Linked DNA regions of Zea mays: region 1 is linked to region 2. The links are chromatin contacts, called in public Hi-C maps. All regions are on one chromosome and are shown on one strand. The core of a region is the stretch at or near the end of the contact, and the rest is flanking DNA. Distances in the headings are between cores, read along the strand shown.

Evidence for each region. Hi-C and Micro-C count contacts between places; a contact is called where the count stands out from the background.
Region 1: a Hi-C map of tassel shows a contact between it and region 2, with 4 times the contacts expected there. The contact joins the promoter of LOC103653403 here to the enhancer-like site in region 2. A contact is called at or near these places in 6 of 25 Hi-C or Micro-C datasets (bundle sheath, ear, endosperm and 2 more).

What each region holds. Positions count from the first base shown.
Region 1 is chr4:74,965,746-74,973,287 of Zm-B73-REFERENCE-NAM-5.0, reverse strand. LOC103653403 (Protein SUPPRESSOR OF MAX2 1) reads left to right here and starts at 5,634. Exons shown (of 3, transcript XM_008680320.4): 1 at 5,634-7,168. The coding sequence starts at 5,958. It also overlaps the pseudogene LOC103655348.
Region 2 is chr4:74,548,878-74,556,252 of Zm-B73-REFERENCE-NAM-5.0, reverse strand. No RefSeq gene overlaps it. Among protein-coding and RNA genes, the nearest start is that of LOC109946023, 9.3 kb to the right of the region's middle. Within about 2 kb of position 5,287, at least 15 of the 20 cell types and tissues checked have an H3K27ac peak or open chromatin away from gene starts, as enhancers often do. A contact at or near this core is called in bundle sheath, ear, leaf and 1 more, where this site is marked.

The DNA of each region.
Region 1 (7,542 bases), core at 4,385-6,884, 420 kb before region 2:
GGGAATACGTTATCTAAATCTGCATAATCATACATGAGACCACCACAGTTATAAAACCAAATGCGTAAAAAATAATAAAGGGTAATCATGTTTCAAATGAATTGTAGCTCATAAAAATTAAGTTTAACTATAATATGTAAACAGTTAGTTTCTTGCGGCTGGTAAAAATTAAATTAAGTTTGCATATGTCATTAAGAACATGTATGAATGCCAACTTTAAACTTCTAGCTTTCTGATATCATGTCACAAATCTGTAACTTTCTCCATGGGTTCTAGCAGCTCTCAAGGAGCAACAATTCAGAAGTGAACTAGACGAAAATGCATGTGCTAAGTATAAAAGAAACTAAGAAAATTATTTTAAGCTCATAAAATTGTTTGGTTATAAAGACCCATCACTTATAAGTTTCTTCTCCTAGCGGTGTCGATGAGCGCCATCTCTTCGTTGCTGACGATGTCCATGAGGAACTCCGCCTACGAAATCACGCCATAACTTTAGTTCCTTAATTTCTTTCTCTATCTGCAACAAACAAGTGAAATTTTACATCATGTCATTGAAGTCGTCATGCTAAATGACGTATGCAACATGTGCAGTTAGTTCACTATGGTTACTATGTTTCTTGATGTACAAAGATGTTGGGATGAATACACATGAAAAAATCAAGTAGCAGATACCTTCTGGATTTGATTGTCCTTTTCTTCCACTAATGCTACAAGACCAGAATACGAAGCTGGGCATCACAATTCACTCTCCAATCTTGCATCAGGCTACATAAACTTTAATAAAGAAGAAATCATCTATCTGATATAGTATCAATACCCGATTCAAAGTTATTTTGATCCTAAGGGAGAAACGAAACTTGTTGTTAACTGAAAACAGTAAAGTAAAAGCACCTTAAATGCATGTTTGGGGTGGTTATCCAATGCATGTTGTAAAAGCACCTTAAATAACCAATATATATAAATAGGGAACCAAATTGGAAGGAAAAAGCTGTCATGGTGAGGGCTAGTTTGAGAATGCTAGAACGACAAAGAGACTACGAGACCCCATAGTGAAGTTTCCTAAGGACCCCCCTGGTACAGTCTTTCCTCTTCTAGGATATCCCTCACCTCACCTACATGAGAACATACATGCAGCTTTGCTGTCTATACTGGCTACATGCAAAATAATCAATATAACATGCATGCACACTATTTGATCTCGCTGCCCATACAAAGATCAAAATTGGATGCAGATGCAGGGAGTATCTTATTAGGGAGAAAATTTAAAAGTGACATTCTATGTCAAACCTGTCAATAGGATCAGAGCAAACTTACAAATCCAGGTGTCATTGCTGGCTTCCAAGCTGGGTGATTTTGCTGGGTAAATCTATAGAAAACTGCAAAACAAACAAACTTTTTTTAAAAAAAATGGAACTCTAGAACTATAAAGGGACAACATGTTATGAAATCAGGAATATCTTAGTTGATATGACATTTTCCATGTTAAGTGAATTAATTCTCTTGCAGTTTGCTGAAACTGGTTGACATAGGATGTTTAGGAGACGAAACTGTTCCTTTGCACTCTGCACTTAAGTCGACTGCACCTGTAGACTCAACTGCAATTGCTCAATGCTTTCGGCACAGATCGCGCAGCTAAAGTCCAAAGAATGCAGTCAACTGGACTGAACAAAAACGAAAGGTTATCAAAAAAGATAGTCAAAATACATGACTTGAGACCAAAAGAAATATTTGTTTAGTCCATAAAGTCTAATACCCATACAACATTTTCTGGCTTTGTAGTAACCTGGGATACTTAGTGCACTTTCTTTTAATTGAAAAAAAAGAATGTGATGCTCATGACTGTCTTTGATTTGTCCTCTGGTGTAGTACCGATAATATATCAAGTTCATCGGGCACGTGATGGATAATATTTGAAATTTCTTTGGACGAATTAAATAATTTATACAAACCCGTACCAGTTATGATTCTCATTTTTCAATCTTTTGAACTTGAAAATGCCTCTGCCTTGTTCATGCTAACAATTTTTGAGTTATAAGGTCAATTACTATTTTGAACCTTGTATCTCCCAAAACGCCACATGAAGTCAGTCTTACTTTGGTTATATAAAATGGCTCCTTGTAGCCCTTGCCCACCTCACTAAAATTTATGTTCATTGAACCCATAAGTTTATGGTATATCTTCATCAGCTACCAATTAATATCATCCTTAGTCTCAATAGCTACCAGACAATATCGTTCTTGGTGACTTGGTCTCAGTTTGATTAGTGCAGTTGCTTATGATCCATGGATAAATTGTTGTGGTACAACTGCTAGAATATATACTGCATTACTGCTAGGTTGAATTTTTTTAGGACTGCAAAGGTCCAGAAACCTATGCCAAAAGAGGGCAGCACCGATTGTCTCAGGAAGGCACAATCAAATTGACCAAAGCCTAATCCTCAAACATTTTGATTATCCAAAGTCTTCACAAGTCACCATATCATGAGATCAAGGGACATTCTTGTAAACAAAACAAAAACTGCACAGACGACTTGAGAATTTACTAGGCAATCAAACACAAAATAATCATCAGAATAAGAGGTGATTACGATAATCATTAGAACAAGATAATCATCAGAATAAATGGGGAGGCAACCCCTGCAACTTCACCATTACAGATCTACCAGTGAACTTCTGAATGTTGTTTGGATGATACATCCCAGTAAATTTGGTAATATAATAATGGCTTCATAATGGAGAACAGAAGATAAAAATGGGGAAAAAGGTATGTAAACAAAGTATACGAAGCCATACTGTGTGCACAGGTGTCCATCGCTCACTTGCGAGCTCATAACCGTTTGGATCTTCACCGGGTGGATGAAGAATAGAGATACAAACCCGCCCATCAGGATAGACTGGCGTTTCCTCAAATATTATGCATGATGTCAGAAAACATAACTGCAGATGAACTAAATAAATACAATTTTCACTAATAAAAAGCTGACCATTTGGATGCCACAAGTGAAGAAGTCTCATTTGGCAAGAGAGGAGGGTACGAGTTTGATGAGGCTGATTTTTTGGGTCTCGACTTCTTTGAGAAAAAATGTTCTAAAGGTCTACCACCTGGGCTAGCTCCAGCTTTTGAGCCTTTACGAGATGACAATTTTCCTGAGGTGGACATAATATTTGGAGACCCGAGCAAATTCGACAAGTCTCCTCGCCGAACTGAAATCCAACCGGTAGACAACGGGGAGTTAGGGGAAGCATCTCAATCGACTACTATACCAAATGAAGCTGACAAGGCTGGGATAGAACCCCCTTCAACTGTTATTGAGACAGAAGAAGATGAAGATGTTTATAGACCCACAGTTAGATCATGGGGAATGTTTTCGAGGCCACAAAATATTTCAAAGGCGGTAGGATATAGTTGTAGCATCTCGTATTTTGTATTTGCATCTTTCTTGCATGATGTCAAATATTATGCCATGAGCAATGCCTCCACCAGAAATCAATACTGCACATATAGTAAGATTTTCAATCCCTGATTCCGGTCCACAGTAACACACAGACAAGATCTCCAGTAAGCGCGAGGATGAAAAGAGGTTGGACACTGACCGTGGAGCATGGCAGAGAGGCTGCCGTTGGGGAGGTAGTCGTAGACGAGGAGCTTCTCGTCCTTGGAGAAGTAGTAGGCGCGGATGGGGAGCACGTTCTGGTGCTCCACCCTGCCGAGCGCCTCCATGTGCGCGTCGAACTCGCGCCGCTGCACCGCCACGTCCTTGAGTCGCTTCACCACCACCGTCGTGCCTTCCTCCAGCACTGCCTTGTACGACGTCCCCACGCTGCCTTTGCCCAGCACCTCCGCCGACGGGCGCAGCAGGTCCTCCAGGTTGAAGCTGTACCCGGCGCCCTTCCCAACGAACACCAGTCGGCTCTGCTCCCCCGCGGCGGCGGCGGCCGCCGCTGCGACTGCCGCGGCCGACCCGAATGCGTCTCCTCCGAGGTCCTCCTTGGACGAGGACGTCAAGACGCTGCCCACGCCGGACGCCGGCGGGGGCTGCCCCCTGGCCGCCGCGGATGTCGCGGGCGTCGGCGCCACGACGTTTGGACACCACGCAGAGCACGGTGGCGATGAGGAGGAGGAGCCCCACCACTACGGCACCCACGACGATACCCGCGATTGCGGCCCCGGAGAGCTTCTGCTTCTTGGATGAGCCCGGCGCGGGGCCGGGCCCGCCGGGCGACGGCGCTGGGGGAAAGAACGGGCTGCTGCAGGGCGGAAGCGGGTCCCCGCAGAGCTGGAGGTTCCCGACGAAGGATTCCCGTGGGAAGTGCGAGAGCGATTTGGGGATGGGGCCGTTGAGGTTGTTGTCGGAGACATCGAAGGAGCCGAGACCCGCGATGCTGATGCTGGGAATGCTCCCGGAGAGGCGGTTGCCGTCGAGCCTGAGCACGCGTAGCGCGGTGAGGCTGTTGAGCGTGAAGGGGATGGGACCCGACAAGTAGGAGAGGACCAGGCGCTCGAGGCCGCCGAGCCTCTGGATTCCCGGCGGGATGGGGCCGGACAGCAGGTTGTGCTGCAGGAACAACGCCTTGAGGCCCGGCAGCTGGAGCACGTTGTTGGGGATGGTCCCGAGGACGCGGTTGGAGCAGAGCGAAAGCGCGCGGAGGTTGGTGAGCCGGCCGAGCGCGGTGGGCGGGCGGGATGCGAGGAGCGCCATCGAAGGAAGGAGGAATCGAGCGCGGCGGGCGAGCGGGATGCGAGGAGCGCTCGAAGGAAGGAGTGCGACGAAACCGTGGTCGAGCGGCGGCGGTGGGGAGGAGGGTGAGGGATTCACGGGCGTTGGGGAGGAGGGTGGGGATCCGCGGGCGAGGCGGGAGCCGGCAGAATGTGCACCAGTGGACGCCTACAGTACATACTTAATTAGTAGTAAAGATTCGGGGTCGGCTGATCCGACAACCCTCTAAATTCGCCTCTGAATATAGTGTTTTTGAAACTTCCTTTGAGGAGCTTCGTAATTTTTTTGAAGATGGTCTCTAGTTTATTTTTTAAAAGCTAGAACTTTAGACCTATTTAGATAGAAAAAACTAAAGTATACCTAAACTTTTTAAAGTGAAACCCTTCCAAAGAGTTCCTAACTATAGGCTCTAAGGCTATCCGCACTCATACTACTCTAAATTTCTACCCTAAAAAGAATATTCTGTCCTGGTCAGCAAAATTCTTTACTCTATATCACAATCCTCCGCACTCATGTTTACTCTATACCATATATTCTATTATTTCTCTCTCCTGGTGCCCCGCCTCGGGTCCCACAACCTTTGCTGCCTCCGGCCCCGCCTCTCTCCTGGTGCACGGAGCAGACGTATGCAGTAGACGTTGCTGCAACTCTACATTTAAGGTTTCCGGTTTGCTTGCTTGCCTTAGCGTACCGGTCCCAGTACACGGCTGCAGCACTCACGTTAACTCTATCCGCATAGCGTTCCGGTTCTAGTCATTCACTGCGGCTAGCCTAAGAGCTAATGCAAATACTAATTCGCGCCGGATGAGTACACAATTTATTTATAATAACAGAAAAAAAACAAGGAAAAAAAAATCTGTTCGCCTCCTTCCATGGATCGCGTGGGTAAAAACAAGATGGTGTCGTGGTAAAATGCGACGTCGGGAAGATGTTGTAGGAGACGAAGATTCTATTCGCCTCCCTTTCTCGCCCCTCCTCTGCTACTAGCCTACTACTACTTCAGTTCTCGCCTTCTCTGCTCTCACCGGACTCCCTCCTTCTCTCTCTCTCTCTCTCTCTCTCTCTCGATACTACCCCCTCCGCTCCCCTCCAAGCCTCTCCTTTTTCCACCCTCGGAGGCGCCGACGTCCTCCGACTTCCAGGGCGGCGCCGAGCAACAACTACTACCTGGTCACCCAGCCAAAAGGGGATTCCTTTTCGGTGCGCTCTCCGATCGATTGATGAGCGGCGGGCGGCAGCGATGAGGGCGGATCTCAGCACCATCCAGCAGACGCTCACGCCGGAGGCGGCGGCGGCGCTGGCGCGGGCCATCGACGAGGCCGCGCGGAGGAGGCACGGCCAGACCACGCCGCTCCACGTCGCCGCCGCGCTGCTCGCCGCGCCGGCCGGTCTGCTGCGCCAGGCGTGCGCTCGCGCGGCCGCCACCGGTGCTGGACCTGGCGCCGCTGGTGGCGCCGGCGGCGCTCACCCGCTGCAGTGCCGCGCCCTCGAGCTCTGCTTCTCCGTCGCCCTCGACAGGCTGCCGGCCGCGGCCGCGGCCTCGGCAGCGGCGCATGCGTCGGGGCCGCCCGTGTCGAACGCGCTCGTTGCGGCGCTCAAGCGCGCGCAGGCGCAGCAGCGCCGGGGGTGCCCCGAGGCCGCGCAGCAGCCGCTGCTCGCCGTCAAGGTCGAGCTCGAGCAGCTCGTCCTCTCCATCCTCGATGACCCGTCAGTCAGCCGCGTCATGCGCGAGGCCTCCTTCTCGTCCGCAGCCGTCAAGACCACCATCGAGCAGTCGCTCCCGTCGCCCTCCGCCGCCGCCGTCGTGTCCACCCCGACTGTCGCCGCGACTACGCCTGTGGCCCCGTCCCCCTCTCCGTTCCCGCGAGTCGGCCCAACCAACGCCTACATCAACCCTCGCCTCGCTGCCGCCGCAGGCGTTGGCGGCGGCAGGGACGACGTACGCAAGGTGCTCGACGTCATGCTCAAGCCGGCGCGCCGCAACCCGGTGCTGGTCGGCGACGCCGGGCCAGATGCGGTGCTGAGGGAGGCGGTACGCAGGATCCCGACGTCTGACTCCCATGCTCTCGCCGGAGCGAAGGTCTTGCCGCTCGAGGCGGACCTCGCCAAGCTCGCCGGCGACAAGGCCGCCATGGCGGCGAGGATCGGGGACCTGGGCGCGATGGTCCAGAGGATCCTCGCTGACCACGGCGCCGTGGTCCTTGATCTTGGCGATCTCAAGTGGCTGGTGGACGGGCCGGCGGCAGCAGCGTCAGAGGGGGGCAAGGCGGTGGTGTCGGAGATGGCGCGGCTGCTGGGGCCGTTCGGAAGCCGTAAGGTCTGGGCCGTCGGTACAGCCGCGTGCGCCACCTACCTCCGATGCAAGGTCTACCACCCAACCATGGAGGCTGATTGGGACCTCCAGGCCGTGCCTATCGCCCGCAGCGCGCCGCTCGCCGGCGCAGCTCTCAGGTATGTTTTTTCGGCGCTTTTTCGCTTTCTTCTCTGCATCTACCATGTCTGATGCAGTTCTTGTTGTTTTTGCTGTTGGTGACTCAAACTTGTTCCAGTTTTTCCGTTGTCTTGGACCAGAGTAAAATAATAAAATTAGTTTATAGTACTCGATAACCAAAAATTCCTACAGTTGAATAGTACATCATGATTGCTAGTACTATAAAAAGTTTGGCGCCTTTTCTGATAATCTAAAAAGTTTGGCAGATGTTTGTGCCTCCACTTCTTTATTTGTATGTTTGCACCTTCCTCTCTATCCTGTAAATGTTGAATGTATAAATGGATTGTCTAACTTCTCCTAATATTGTATTGAATTGATGTTGAATTGGTTAGAG
Region 2 (7,375 bases), core at 4,038-6,537:
TCCTATCACTTCCTCGGGAGACATTAATTTGTATCTAGGATCCCCACGAATTAATTGCACTTGAGTAGGATTGCGAAAAACAAGGGATCTTAGAATAACCTTGACCATTTCATGGTCATCCCACTTGGTGCTCCCGAGGTTGCGCACTTGGTTCACCAAGGTCTTGAGCCGGTTGTACATTGCTTGTGGCTCCTCTCCCTTGTTGAGGACGAATCGACCGAATTCTCCCTCGATCGTTTCGCGCTTGGTGATCTTGGTCACCTCGTCCCCTTCGTGTGCCGTTTTGAGGACGTCCCAAATTTCTTTGGCACTCTTTAACCCTTGCACCTTATTATACTCCTCTCGACACAAGGAGGCGAGGAGTATAGTTGTGGCTTGGGAGTTAAAGAGCCTAATTTTGGCGACCTCATCCGAGTCGTAGCCCTCGTCCCCCACCGTAGGTACCTGCTCTCCAAATTCAACAATGTCCCAAATGCTTGCGTGGAGTGAGGTTAGGTGATGCCTCATTTTATCACTCCACATGCAATAATCCTCACCATCAAAATATGGTGGATTACCTAATGGAACGGAGAGTAGAGGAGCGCGCTTAGAAATACGGGGATAACAAAGTGGCATCTTACTATACTTCTTGTGCTCATGGCGCTTAGAAGTGAGGGACACCGCGTCGGAGCCAGATGTGGAGGGTAACAAAGAGTCAGTCTCGTAGTAGACCACTTTCTTCATCTTCTTCTTCTTGTCGCCACTCCGATGCGACTTGACGCGAGGAGGGGATCCCTCCTTGGCTTTGGTGCCGGACTCCCTTGATGGAGCCTTCCCGTGGCTTGTGGCCTTCTCGCCGGTTTCCATCTCCCTCTTGGCGGATCCTCCCGACATCACTTCGAGTTGTTAGACTCTAATGAAGCACCGGGTTCTAATACCAATTGAAAGTCGCCTAGAGGGGGGGGTGAATAGGCGGAATCTGAAATTATAAACTTAAGCACACACTACAAGCCGGGGTTAGCGTTAGAATTAAATCCGAGTCCAAAATAGAGGGGAAAAGAAATCAACCAAGAAATAGAGCGAATGACCATGATGATTTGTTTTACCGAGGTTCGGTTCTAAAGAACCTAGTCCCTGTTGAGGTGGTCACAAAGACCGAGTCTCTTTCAACCCTTTCCCTCTCTCAAACGGTCACTTAGACCAAGTGAGCCTTTTCCTTAATCTCCCGGGTCACTTAGACCCCGCAAGGACCACCACACACTTAGGTGTCTCTTGCTTTGATTACAAATCACTTGAGAAAAGAAATGAGAAAGTAAGAAGGCAATCCAAGAGGCAAGAGCTCAAAAGAACACAAAATCTCTCTCTCCCAAGTCACTAAGTGTTTGAGATGAATTGGGGACTTGGAGAGGCTTTGATCTTTTCAAATGTGTCTAGGAGTGAATGCTAGAGCTCTTATAATGAATATGATACTCAGAAGTCTTGAATTCTTGGGGTGGTGGTGGTTGGGGGTATTTATAGCCCTCAACCACCAAACAACCATTGGGGCAGGCTGCTGTCGATGGGCGCACTAGACAGTCCGGTGCGCCAGCCACTTCACCCAATCGTTAGGGTTCTGGAGCTTTTGATCGTTGGAGGCTTTGTCCTTTAGTGGCACCGGACAGTCCGGTGCTGCACCGGACAGGCACTGTTCAGTGTCCAGTGCGCCTCTGACCTGCGGCTCTGACTCTACGCGCATTGTTCCTCACTGTTCATCTGATCACCGCACTTTTGCAGTCGACCGTTGTGCGAAGTAGTCGTTGCTCCGCTGTTGCACCGGACAGTCCGGTGAATTATAGCGGAGCGCGCCTGGAGAAACCCGAGAGTGGTTGTTTGGACTCTGTACGGTCCTGGTGCACCGGACACTATCCGGTGCGCCAGACCTCAGCACACTTGGTTTCTTTTGCTCCTTTGAATTTGATCCCTAACTTGGATATTTATTGGTTTGTGTTGAACCTTTATGCACCTGTAGAACATGTATTCTAGAACAAACTAGTTAATCCATTATTTGTGTTGGGCATTCAACCACCAAAATTAATTGCAGGAAAAGGTTAACCATGTTTCCCTTTCACATATTCACCCCCCCTCTAGGTGCTTTCAACACCAAAACTGGGACATATGTTCTTTGGAGCCGAACCTCGATCAAATAAATTGGTGTGTCTTTTGTTCTTTAATTACTGCAATTTGTTTTTCATCTCTCTAACTCCAAGTTCTTGCTATTATCTTCCCTTGTGATATTGCTCTCATATTTATTTTGTGTTTAAGAAAGAGCATCGTCAAGTGCAAGAACTTCACTCTCTCCTTACTCTATTTGATCTAGTTTTTGAACTAACACTTAATTTGGTATTCTAGATTGTTTTAGATTGTGAAATTTCAGGTGTTGCCTATTCACTCCCTCTAGGCAACTATCAGTTATCATATACCATATTGCCACACATAGTCGTTTGTTGACATAGTTGTATTGCAACGCTAGTAGCATTGGATTCTGGTTTAATAAATTGTCATTTTAGAAATAGTAAAACATAATAAAAGTGATTGCACTCACATGTATTAATTATAATGAATCATTCAATAAGTTGACAGTTCATTGAAATAGTGTCTAAAATCATAAACCGGTGTATTGGTCACTCATTATTTCGTAATTTTATAAAACTCGCGGTAGTATAAGACTTCCTAACATTTATGCAACACTTGAGGGTTTCCTAGTAGTGCAACATGTCATCACCTCAATCGTGTTCTCCTGATTCTGAGCCTCCACTTGAAACCTTATCCACTTGCTGACTAAAAGAATAAGATTGGGATATTAGAAAATATTAGCTTTACTACTTCATGCCAGAATAATGTAAATAAATTCAGATAAAACACGGTTGTAATTAAGAAAAAGTAGAATTAAGAAAACTATAGAAAGACTGTTGTCAATTTAATTAACAAAAACTAGAACTAAAAATTACAAAGCCTTATACTAAAGCAAGTATCAATAAACACCACCACCTACTGGCTAGACATGCATATGTTTCAATATCCTCAAGCAAATATATGTTACTCTAGGCAACATCAAACAATGTGTCCAGTCAGTAATGTAATTCTTGGTGTAAAATGGAAACAACTACAACTCATTATAACACATAGGTGTAGTGTGGACATATTATAGCAATATTCTGAGTATTATTGTGTTTGTATGGATGATATCATCTTTGGTGGTTCTTATCATGCTCTTGTTGCCAAATTTTTAGATACCATGAGCATGGAATTTGAGATGGAGGGCTCAACTTCTTTCTTGAGCTACATATCAAGAACCTAGATGGGACTTTTGTGCACCAAGGCAAATATACAAAGGATGTCCTAAAGAAGTTTGACACCAGTGAGGCAAAGTCTCTCTTAATACTTGTATCAATCACAATGGTGTTGGATGCTAATGAGGATGATGAGCCTGTGGACCAAAAGGCAATGGCGGACCTAGGATTTGACCACAGGGTATGCGATGCAAAAAAATGTCTTATACAATTCGGTAAAACCATATATAGTACGACGACAGATCTAGATAACGAACCTTCGAGAGACCATGATTATATCTGATAATCTGATATATGTCGCAGATGAGACATGTAAAGTGATCCTCCGATTTAGAGCAAGGCGGCGACGGACTACGACATGGCACTAGGGCTAGGGCTCCGTTCTCTTCGATCAAGATTAGATTAGAAAAATGAAACATGCAGAGCACTAGAAAATTGAAACGGCAACAGACTGTAGTCTACAGGGCACTACGGAGTTAGAAAAATGAAACGTCCAGTGCACTACGTTGTCGCTCGGGCCTAGTCTCAATGGCCTAATGGGCCTCCCGTCATGACGCCTTACTGTCCAGTGCACTATGTTTTTTCTCTTTTTTCATTTAGTTTTTACATATACGATATACATGCAATCGAAGGTTTTACAGGGTATGTCGGTGCATACCCAGCATAACCTGTGGGTCCGCCACTGTCAAAAGGAGTATAGAAGTGTGTTGGCTCACTTTTGTACTTGATGGCAGTGAGATCCAATATATATATTATTGTGTGTCTATGTGCTCAGTTTTAGGCGCCCTCGTGCACATCCCATAAGTACGTAGTCAAAAGGATCATGATGTACCTTTGTTTTACTCCAAAATTTAGTCTTTGGTATTCCTCTTCTTCAATCCTATCATTCTTTGGATCGCAAGTCAAGTTCTAGGGCTTGTCATTTTTTGTTCTTTACTGGTTTATTGGTTTTCTCGCAAACATTATACCATATCCCAATCCACTATAGAGGTTGAGTATGTTGCTATCACTAATTGTCACTTACAGTTGCTTTAGATGATGGCCACTTTGAGAGACTTAGGCTCACAGTTTTAGCGAGTGCCTTTGATTTGTGACAGCACTGGTTCCATAAGTGTTGCAAAACAATCTAGTGATATGCTCCAAAACAAAGCATATAGATGTCTGCTTTCATTTTCTAAGAGATCATTATGAGAAATGGGACATAGACTTATGACATGTTAACACTTATAAACAGCTTGTCGATATCCTCACCGAACCCCTTAATTAAGCCACATTTGCGCACTTGGGAGGGGAGCTAGGTGTGTGTTTTCTTTTTTATAGGAGCGAAGTTGTTTTAGTTGTACCGTAGAGCTTCTCTTCTTTGCACTTTTTGCTTTTAGTTTGGCTTTTTGTATCATATTTGCATCACATCATGTATCATATAGCATTTTGAGCTTGTTGTGTATAGCTGTTAGAATATGATTATGCTATTGGTAGTATGTTCATGTGTACATGATGATGTTTGGGCAAGCTTAGGCTCATTTTGCTCACCGTGATACAATTATGTTGAGCTAAGTTCATTTTTCTAAACTGTGAACATGTTTAATACTTGTTAAATCCGCTGAGATTAGCAACTAGCATGTGTAGGATGTGTTGAATTCTTTTTGTTGTCACTAGCATGCAGTGGTGAGCCTAGGATTTGAAAGATGAGTATTCAAAATTGTTAAAGGGTAAAAACATTGGTATGTAATAATCATGGTTAATTGGCTATTGCCAGAAGAACCAAATTTATGTTTCTCAATTCTAGCTAAACAAACGGTAGTTATCGTACCGAGTTGAATTGTTGAAGTGATTCTATGGTCTATGGATTGGATGGAATGGTGTCGTGGTGGATGGCTGTGCGTGACTCACGAGCCAATGGGACGGTGTCACGGTGGCCGGTCGGTAGAGTAGTGGATGTGGACAGTGGGGTGTAGGTCGAACAACAACATCTGGTGAACAGTTGTGCGTGGCTGACGGCGAGGGCACGCCGCACGCGTGGGCAGATGGCAGCGGCGGGCAATTGCTAGGAAACAACGAACGATGACACAACCGCACATGCACGAAGCCTAAAGCCAGCGGAAGTTAGGGAGAGCCACGAGAGAGAAGGGTTGTGGGGGCCGTTGAATAGGTAGGTTTTACGTATACATATTTTATTTATATTTTTTTATTTTTTTACTAAAATTTTGGGTACTCATTTGAGTACCCATGTCTGCATGGTGGCCTGCACTATAGGTGTACATTCGGGCCGCCCGGCCCGGCCCGGCCCAAGCCCGAAAAGGCCCATATTGTTTGAATTTCGGGTCGGCCCGGCCCGTTTGAATTTCGGGCCGTGCCGGGCCGGCCCATGGGCCTCGCCCTCGGCCCACGGCCCGGCCCGTAATTGCTTAAACGTGCCGGGCTTATTTCGGGCGGCCCGAAATTATAAAAGTCCGAAATTCAGTTTTTGGCCCGAAATTCAGTTTTTGGCCCGAAATTCACATTACGGCCCTAAATTCAACAAAATAATAAAACAAATAAAAGATAAGACAAATAAATTTGAACAAAATCAAACTTAATATTTGTATTAATGTTACCACAGCTATGCAATGACTACCTCGTTTATAAATCATTTTGTTAGAAGAAAAAAGAGTATAATCAGCTCTATACAAAGTTCATAAGTTCAGTTTATTGTCTAATGTTCATAACAAAAGTAAAATTACATCACACACTCTAATTCAAAGATACAAAAAAACATCTAACTAGTATTATCTCTAGCTTTGTGTTCTTTATCAAGTATATGAAAGTGTGGAATGAAGTGTGTTTTAATAAATATATGGGCCTTTTCGTGCCTCTATATGGGCCTTTTCGTGCCTGCCTTAAACGGGTCGTGCTCGTGCCCGCTCATGGGCCGTGACCTCGGCCCAAACCCGGCCCGATATAACGGGTCGTGCCGGCCCGGCACTAAATTATTTCGGGTCGTGTCGTGCCTGGGCCGTGCTTTTTTTTCCGTGCTTCGGGCCGGCCCATCAGGCCCGGCCCAAATGTACACCTATAGCCTGCACCTGCTAGTATGCTAGATTACTCTGTCTCATGCTTTGAGTCATTCACTATCTTAACCAAAATAATATTATTCTAAAATTGGATTGGGGATAAGTGAAACAGAAAGATTGAGGTACGTTTGCATTTGTCACCAAATTATTGTATCAAGACTTATTCTCCTTGCACCTTGAGAAGTATAGTAGATAATTGAAACTGGCGTCTTCCACTTATTATTACATTTCTACATAAGGATGCGCCTGATTAAAAAGTTAAATTTGATAGTGCTTACTACCCCTCAGACTCACATTCTATTGACTAAATCTTGTATAACGCTATGATAGTTTGGTTAAATTGGACAATCTTGTATAATGCTCTGATGGTTTGGTTAAATTCGACACCTTTGGCATGATGAGTGACCGTTGTATTAGACTCAATATTCTGTATTTCGGTTAATCATGAGCGTACCACTGAGCATTCTATGTGGCACAAAGTACTTTATCTATGTCGCCTCATACCATTTGAGCATTCCAACAAGGAATATGCCTGTCACAGCAATACTTCCTCATGCATGACATGTTTTCCATTACTTGCGAGTTATGACTACTTGTATGAGCAAAAGATATTGCTATCATATAAGACTTGGTAGTTTCACAATAATGCTCCAGCAGCTGCTAATCTCCTTGTAGAGCCCACATGCTCCTGAGACTGCTGGCACCTGGCAGGCTAGTCTTATCATTACAAACTACTAAAGAACTTAAGGGCCTGTTTGTTTATCCCCCAGATTATATAATCTGGATTAAATAATTCTAAGAGACAAACAAACAGTCTAGCTTATTTGCCCAGATTATATAATCTAACCCCTTAGATTATGATAATCCATAAGCAAGTGAGGAGGTACTTATTTCAGATTATTTTTTCCCACTTCCCCACTACCCTTTCAAGTTTCCTAGAAATTACCCACCATTGCCATTATAATCCACCGAATCGTTTTTTCGCCTTCCGTGATAATATTGCTAATGCAATATTTG